3 separate regions of the Xenopus laevis genome follow, and all the other regions are linked to region 2. Evidence: chromatin contacts called from public Hi-C data. All regions are on one chromosome and are shown on one strand. The core of a region is the stretch at or near the end of the contact, and the rest is flanking DNA. Distances in the headings are between cores, read along the strand shown.

Region 1 (2,700 bases), core at 157-2,656, 83 kb after region 2:
AAGAGGTTAAATGCGAACACGTACACTCGTGTTTTCAGAGCAATGCTCAGTATACAGGGTCTGACTCTACAGAGCCAGAGCCTGTAAAGTGTTAAAAGTAATGTTTAAACTACAACTGAAAGATGTGCCACTGGTTCCCGATGGAAGTCTGTGCTACAATTTGAAGCCAATGTAATTTGTCCAGCAGGAAATGTGTTCTTGCAATAAGTGTGTCATTCTACAACCCTAAGTTATATCCATGTAGCTTATTTTGTTCTCCTTACCTTGGTAATGATAAGGGGCTCTCCATGTTCTTTGCCACCTTTCAAAGTAAATCCCCATGGAGCACCTCCAGTAAGAATAACATCCACCAGCCTGTAGCCTTCCATTAGTTTCCTCTCCACCACTGTCTGCCCTTGATCCAACAAACCATGCTGAACACTTGTATCCTCAGGTAGAAAACTCTCGTGCCCAGCTCTTGGCTCCAGGTTCTCCATGCTGGTAGCTGTGCACTGAAACCAACACTGTGCAGTCCAGGAGCAATGGGTGATGAATGACAGATCCTCTTATGAGCAAATTCCCAGGCGGAGGCAATACATTGCAGGCAGCCTAACACCAACATGCACCCTCTGCTGCAAGAAAAAGATCCGACTGCCTTAAGAAACGCAATTCTCTTTTCATTATTTCCTGACAGATCAAATTCGCCGGTCTCGCTACTTTATTCCACAGGCTGAGCAAAGGCTAAGTTTCTCTGTTGAAACGAACTTTGGGAATGTTTCCAAGCAGAGCACCTAGAAAAATGAGCAGCAAATCCAAAATGTCGAATCGAGTAGAAGAAAAGTCCTCCAGGGAGTTCAGCCAGGGCCTCCTATGGACTCCCACGCACTGAACATTGCCCCCAGTGCACAGGCACTAACGCCATCAGTATAAGACAAAACTCCCCCAGGGCCGTAACAATAAACTACGATAATTCTGATCTGAAACCCAGGACCTGCTTCATCTCCTTGGCCAATTTCAGCAGTTACCCAAAAACCACCTGTTCAGATTGGGGCAAACTTGAAGAGCAAATGATAATCATAAGGCAATAGGCCCGTCCGCAAGTCCCAGCAGGTGCCCGGTTCCTTATTGTGTCTCTTTCCTGGTAGGAGCCGACCTCCTGGTTGCAATGCTAGAGGTGACTGAGCCGCTGCTTCCAACCTGAATGAATAATCAGTTCTGGCTCTTTCCTGCTCTCTGGTCACCCCCCTCACACTAAAGCTTTTCTTTCCTCCAACTGGAGCCTTGTTTTTGTTTCCTCAGCCCAGGATGAACGATTGCGATTTTTTTTGGGGGGGGGGGAAGCACAATATCAGAAAGAAAGAAAAAGAAGAAGCAAATAGAGTTGCTTCCCTGCAGGCTGGCTCCTTCCCTTCCCCCAACTAGTGCTTACCAATCACTCCCTGATTATCCCTTGGAGAGAATGCTCGTGTCATTATAACATTATAACACTGTCTAATGCCAGGATCTCCAACCTGTTGTCTCCCCCTTCTGCCGGTAAACTACAACTCCCAGCAAGCCATGACAGACAAAGGAATCTGGAAGATGTAGTTCGATAACAGCTGAAAAGAGCCTCAGGTTCCCCCCCCCCCCCCGCCACCATGAGAAACATTTATTTAAGCAGTTGTTATACCCAATGTACAGGGTTTGAAGTAACTTTTTTTTTTAAAAGTTTTCTTTATTTGTTTGAACAACAACATATTTGTTGATGACTATAATAAAGCATTTCTTCTTTATATGTGTTTGAACCATCTTTTTTACATTTTCCCCGACAAGCAGGGGTACATATGAATGAACAAACTTTTTCCCCCTCAACTTATAACAGACACACTACATATAGGGGGGGTTAAGGCCATGGAGGTTGTTCAGTATACTCAAATGTTCCTGTCTTAGGAGTTGTTTATCTGCTGTCCTGTTCTGTAGCTGAGTCCAGTGTCTGCCCATGGGCCCCAGACTTTGTGAAATTTGTTTGGGCAGCCTCGGCTCAAGTAGGTCAGTTTATAGAGTGGTAAAGCCTCATTTATCAAGGATTTCCATCTTTTCAGGGTGGGTGGTTTGGGCAGTTTCCATGACAGAAGAATTGTTTTCCTAGCATAGAAATATAAAGGCCGCAACAGGGAGCAGTTATGCTTGTCGGGCACTATACTTTCCACTAGTCCCAGGAGACATGCTTCTGGTGATCGCATATTGGGCAAGTCCAGAGTTTGTTCTGTGAATGTTGTTACTTTTGCCCAAAATTTATCAATTATTGGAAAGGACCATAAAGTATGCATAAACGTGCCTGGGCTGCCTCCACATTTGAAACATTTGCCATTAGGCCTATGGAATTCAGCCTCACTTGCGTAAGGCAGGTTCTATGTATTGTATGGTACTGTATTAGAGTATCGTTGCTACTAATTACAGTGGATAAATAGGAGTTGGTAAAGTCCTCCCAATCTTCTAGGTTTAACTGTGGCATATCAGATGTCCATTTAGTATAACTTTGGGCAAAGGGATTACCCCTCTGCTTACTGAGTATAGAATAGATCCGGGAGGTTAACCCTTTCTGGACAGGTGCCCTGAGCCCTTCTTCGAGGACTGAGAGGGAGACCCCAGGGGGGGGGGGAGTAGGAAACTAGGTATTTGGCTATTTGCTGCATGTCTGAGTTTGAGGTTTCTGAACCACGTTGTTCTCGGGAGTATATA
Region 2 (2,700 bases), core at 18-2,517:
AATGGATTACAAAGCCAGTAAAGCAGTTAAGATGCATGACAATGACGTGAAACTTTTCTTACAATGTCAGAACTGTCACTGCTGAAAATTCATTATTTACCCTAATAAAGATGCTAAATGCCTAGCATGACAAAGCGAATCATCTGACGGCTCCTAAACTCTGCATATCCTCTTCCCCCATGTTAATCTGTTCCATTGTATAAGCTTTGTGCCTATAAGTATCTTGACAATGAAGCCTAACTATACCTGAGAGACAAGACAATGCCATGCACTAACCGTGCATCCACTCATTTGTATAATGGTTTTAAGAGAAACCTGCATATAAAGCATTCATGGATATTAACTACTTGGCAGCTGTGGAATGGCCATACACTGTTCACAAAAATACAAAAGGAGAGAGAGAGAGAGAGAGAGAGAGAGAGAGAGAGAGAGAGAGAGAGAGAGGATATGCCCATTGGACAGCATTAAGAAATAAACACATAACAGATGCCAACTTTCAGGTACAAACCAAAGGTATCCATAATATCTCATCACAAATATAGTGCTATTCCAGACATACATTGGCAGATATTGGATATCATGGTTTGGTCTGGCATTTGATTTCAGAGCAACAGGTTATACAATGTTGTGATCAATAATTTCAGTACTGATGTAATATGTATCCCACGAGCAAAACGAAAAGTATTTGGGCTTATTTGAAATCTGCAACTAACTGGCAATTAGTTTTGATCAGTCTTCTATAAGCTATGAGGGGCTAATCTATATGCCTGGGGCAAGGTAAAGTTTATTTTACTCTGTCAGTGGATTATGTCTCAGCTTGACAGGTCCCATTTAAAGGGGTTGCTCACCTTTGAATTAAGTTTTAGTATGATGTACAGAGTTATATTCTGAGATAATTTGCTGGTTTTCATTATTATAACATAACATACTAAAAGTTAACTTAAAGGTATGTAATTTGCAGTTTGACAAACATGTAATTGTGCCAGAGGGGAAATGGAATCAAAATATTAAATCAAACAAATCTTGCTTCTGTTAAATACCATAATACAATATGAGGGCAAGTTAGAGTCCTCTATTTGTTGGCCTGCAACTCCCAGCACCCCACTTACAATCACAGTTTTCCTAACTCTGTCCTATATTAAAAGAAGGGTAATAGATTGGCAAGTTAGACAATGGCTGCATTGAAAACCGACAGTATGACAATTCCACCACAAGGTGGCACTTAAAATGCAGCAAAGGAAGTTGGATAAAAATATGAAGCCAATTCAATGAAAATATAAACTTCATAGAAAAGAACTACGGTAGTTGTTGTAGCAGTGGTCTGTTGTTTTGACACCTCCATATCACATCATGGTTTTACTATATGACTGCCCCTGAATATGTTTAAAAGCAAATTGTCTGCCAAATGCACTGAAAAGGCTAGACAGCAATACTCTAATGACTAATCTCTTACTATGGTGGGCTGCATAGCAACTCAGAAAAAGAATGCACAATACAAATACAATCCATTGTACTGCGCATCACAAGTGGGGGAGGTTTCTCTGCCTGCAGGAGGGGAAGAATCACCAGAAACCTCCGGTGCCACCTCCCATGGACTTAAGATGTAATGCCTTAACAGGGGTCTACAAGGAAGCAAAATTATGCTTTTATTCCTCAAGTCACTACTCTTTAGCTTTAACAAGTAAGTATTTTACAAGCTTTAACATACACTGACTTACACTGCCTAGAATTGCAAAGGCTATCTAAAAAAAAAAAAGCAACATACTTCTCCAACACAATTCCATTTAGTGCATAATTAGTGTTCTTGCTAATTTTTGCCCAAATGCATAGCTTTGCATTTATAAATGGTGAATCTCATTTGCCAATTCCCGCCTAGTCCCCAACTTATTCAGATCATTCTGCAATGTAGAAAAAAAACAGCATTTATTATTATGGACAAGTACAGAGACATCACTTACAACCTCAAAATCATTCATAAATAAATTAAAAAGCAAAGACTGAGGGACTCCTTCCTTATGTACTTCGATATCAAGGGGCAGATTTGTCTGAATCAAATTCGATTTTTGAGATTTAATTTGCCACCATAAACCCGCCGAGTCGCTGTTTTAGCCTATGGAAGACATCCTGGGATCAATTTGGAGTTGTTTGCAGCCTTCCTGATATTCAAAAAAATTCGAATCTGGTCTTTAAAATTTGAATCAGATTCTATTCAAATTCGATTTGAGTTTGCGGGTTGATCCTATTCATCAGACTAAATTTCGATTGCTCGAATTTCGAGTTCATGGTTGTTTATGGGAGTTTTAAATAACTCCCATGAACTCGAAATTCCATCCTTGATAAATCTGCCCCTAACGGTCCAAAAGTTCCAGAATGGTACAGTAGTATATTTTCTGTGATATCCTGGATATAAAAATTGTACTGAGTTAGGATTTCCATTTGAGTGCATGAATTAAATGCACGTACAGGTATGGGATAAGTTATCCGGAAAAACCATTATCCAGAAAGCTCCGAATTACTGAAAGGTCATCTCCTATTGACTACAATTTATCCAAATAATCCATTTTTTTAAAAATGATTTGCTTTTTCTCTGTAATAATAAAACAGTACCTTGTCCCTGATCCAAACTAAAATAATTAATCCTTATTGGAAGCAAAACCAGCCTATTGGGTTTATTTAATGTTTACATGATTTTCTAGTTGA
Region 3 (2,700 bases), core at 112-2,611, 73 kb before region 2:
TTGAGGTCTGTCTTCATATGCCCTTTCTTTTTATAATTGCAGATTCATTCAAATCAGGGACTAACTGTGGACAGGCGGTGAGGAGGCCATACACAGGGGGTGAGGAGGCCATTTAAGCTGACAATTTGGCCCATCCAGACCGAGTATGGTGCCCTCCAATGTGCCTGCCCAAAAGATATATGGCAGAAAATCCTGTTAGGGTTAAGATGGCATTGGCTTGTTAATGTGGACATCAGCTTGTCAGCCTGTATCCCTGTTGTTTTGAACTGATTGTTTGGCCCTAGGTTGAGCACAATATTATCCACCACATGGTGACCATGCAGGGGTACAGTTCAGGGGCGATTCTAGCCCCTTTTCCACCTTAAGTGGCTTGCAGCTGCTGCCATCCCAGAGGGGTCCAGGGAGTCCAGGTTGCTAGCACAGAGAAGCGCTCTTTGAATTTCTGGTTTGAAAACCGTAAATTCATCTCTTAAAGTTACAATAAGCAGCATTTTTGTCTCCTCTAGTAACCAGTGGTAAGATCCGCTCATCTTTTGATCTCACCAAGTAAGCAGTTCTTTTTGAGGCTCTTAGAAACAACCATTCAAGGATTCTCTTCTTTAGAATTTTTTTTTAGATTACAGCTTTTTGAAACCACAATTTGAAACCACAATTAAACTCTATTTCTCTAAAACCACATATGCCATGGAGGGTATAAAAGATCCGAATATAAAAGTATGAATGAAAAAAATGCTGAAAAGTGTGAAAAAATGTGTCCGTTTACAGTCCCTGTGATTACAGTGACATTTCTTTGAATTTAATTATAAACTTTTTTGATCACAATTGTCCCATCTAAAAACAATAATACAATTCTTTAAATTGATTTGTTTCTAGTCTGATTATAAATAATGACCATTTATTAATATCTGCATCTGTATCCACTCTAGTACATGAAAGATTATACTTCTTTCCTTATATAGTACATAAATATTATTTTCATTTTTTCATTTTTCGTTGATTGATTTGTTTCTAGTCTGATTATAAATAATGACCATTTATTAATATCTGCATCTCTATCCACTCCAGTACATGAAAAATTATACTTCATTCCTGATATAGTACATAAATATTATTTTCATTTTTTTACACCAGTAGAAAGCTCGTGTGATTTAGTCCTATTATTTTCTTAGAAGAATTGGCACATTTATTCAACTTACTTTTTGAGAGTTGTGATAGCATCTGACCACAATAGGGCATATGTGACAGAACACTGTAGGCTCAGAAATAGAAAAAGAGACATTGATTTATTCAAGGCAGCCTTCAGATGGGTATGTGAAAGCTTGCCTTTTGCTGGCAGCCAGTCATTCCACACAGAGGCAAAGAAGACAGAGCCGCTCAAATGGATTCAGGGCTTTGCCTTACTGAACTTGCAGCTCTGTTCCTTTCGCTAATTGGTTACATCTGCTGCTTGGTGGCTTTATTCATACCTCGCTGGTTGATTGTCTCGTCAGGTATGCTTGTCAATGAAAGCTATCAACTTGGTTTGTGGCAGACCTGTGCCATTCAAGATGTGGGTTCAAGAGTATGTCAAGATTTCCAAACTATCCTTGACTTGCCTCTTCAGATCCAGTTGGGTCGTGTACTTATGTGTCTTTCGGTATCCTGTGGGGTGCTCGGATTTATGGTCTCCACACCTGCACTGACCTGTCTGAAGTGTCTTGATGACCAAGATAAATATGTTCGAAAAATAGCAATTATGATTGGAGGAGGTCTTTTTTTACTAGCCGGCGCCTCATCCACCTGTTTTGTATCCTACTTTGCTTATGATGCCTTTGTGAAATTTTGGAACTTACCCAAAGACATTCCTCGTTTTGAATATGGAAGTGCTATGTTTTCTGGCTGGACTGGTGGGTTATTCTTAATAGCAGGCGGAAGTGTACTCATTGTTTCCCATTTCTACAGTGGCCAAGGAGAAACTTCACCAGTGGGTTCAAATGCTACAACCATAAACCTTGAATCTGTCTAAAAGTCTATTATTGCTAATATTTATTCCAGAATTACATTTTTATAATCAAACTGCTTTTACTATTCAAATTGTAAAATATTTCTTCTCAATAAAATGCAGATAAATCACAGAAGTGTTACTGTTTTATCCTTAGAAGTAAAAGGAATGTCAAGTCACAAATAATGTCTTTTCTTTTCCACATGTGTGCTGTTTTACAATGAAGGGTAATCTGGGAATAATAGGAGCCTTTGTGTAAGTACTTTACTCACATGCTTTTTGAATTAGCCCCCACCCCTCAGCAAGCCCAAGCTGTAGGCATAGCAATTTCCCATTCAGCCCAAATACATGTAAAAGCCAGAAAATTCCCACACAAGTTGCATATTTGAATTTGTTTATTTTTGATGATCTTGTAAAATCAATATATGCTTTGTTACTACAGACCTGGCCTAGATTGCATTTGCTAGAATGTGTAGTTTATACAGAAAATGTTTCTCGGGTTAGAGAAATTAATTTGTCTAGCTCTGAAAATGATGAGGCAAGAAAATAAATAAATAAAAAAAAGATGACTTGTTTGGACTTGTTTGCAGTGAAATGATTATATTTTTAATAGTCGTACCATTTGAGATTTCATAGAACTCTGTATATCAAATATACCTACACCATATAATCAGCAAATTATATCAGTATGGTGCATTTGTAGTCCAAAAGTTATTATA

The links. Hi-C and Micro-C count contacts between places; a contact is called where the count stands out from the background.
Region 1: a Hi-C map of the XL177 cell line shows a contact between it and region 2, with 2.6 times the contacts expected there. The contact joins the promoter of shroom2.L here to the enhancer-like site in region 2. A contact is called at or near these places in 2 of 4 Hi-C or Micro-C datasets (the XL177 cell line and the XTC cell line).
Region 3: a contact with region 2 is called in a Hi-C map of the XL177 cell line, with 3 times the contacts expected there. The contact joins the promoter of LOC108707495 here to the enhancer-like site in region 2. A contact is called at or near these places in 2 of 4 Hi-C or Micro-C datasets (the XL177 cell line and the XTC cell line).

Annotation. Positions count from the first base shown.
Region 1 is chr2L:79,585,969-79,588,668 of Xenopus_laevis_v10.1, reverse strand. It overlaps shroom2.L (protein Shroom2), which reads right to left and starts at 1,406. Exons shown (of 10, transcript XM_018246619.2): 1 at 264-1,406. The coding sequence starts at 476.
Region 2 is chr2L:79,668,883-79,671,582 of Xenopus_laevis_v10.1, reverse strand. All of the region lies in intron 2 of shroom2.L (protein Shroom2), which reads right to left. Among protein-coding and RNA genes, the nearest start is that of cldn34.L, 60 kb to the left of the region's middle. Within about 2 kb of position 1,267, at least 2 of the 7 cell types and tissues checked have an H3K27ac peak or open chromatin away from gene starts, as enhancers often do.
Region 3 is chr2L:79,741,924-79,744,623 of Xenopus_laevis_v10.1, reverse strand. It overlaps LOC108707495 (putative claudin-24), which reads left to right and starts at 1,361. Exons shown (of 1, transcript XM_018245494.2): 1 at 1,361-2,700. The coding sequence starts at 1,379. The coding sequence ends at 2,005.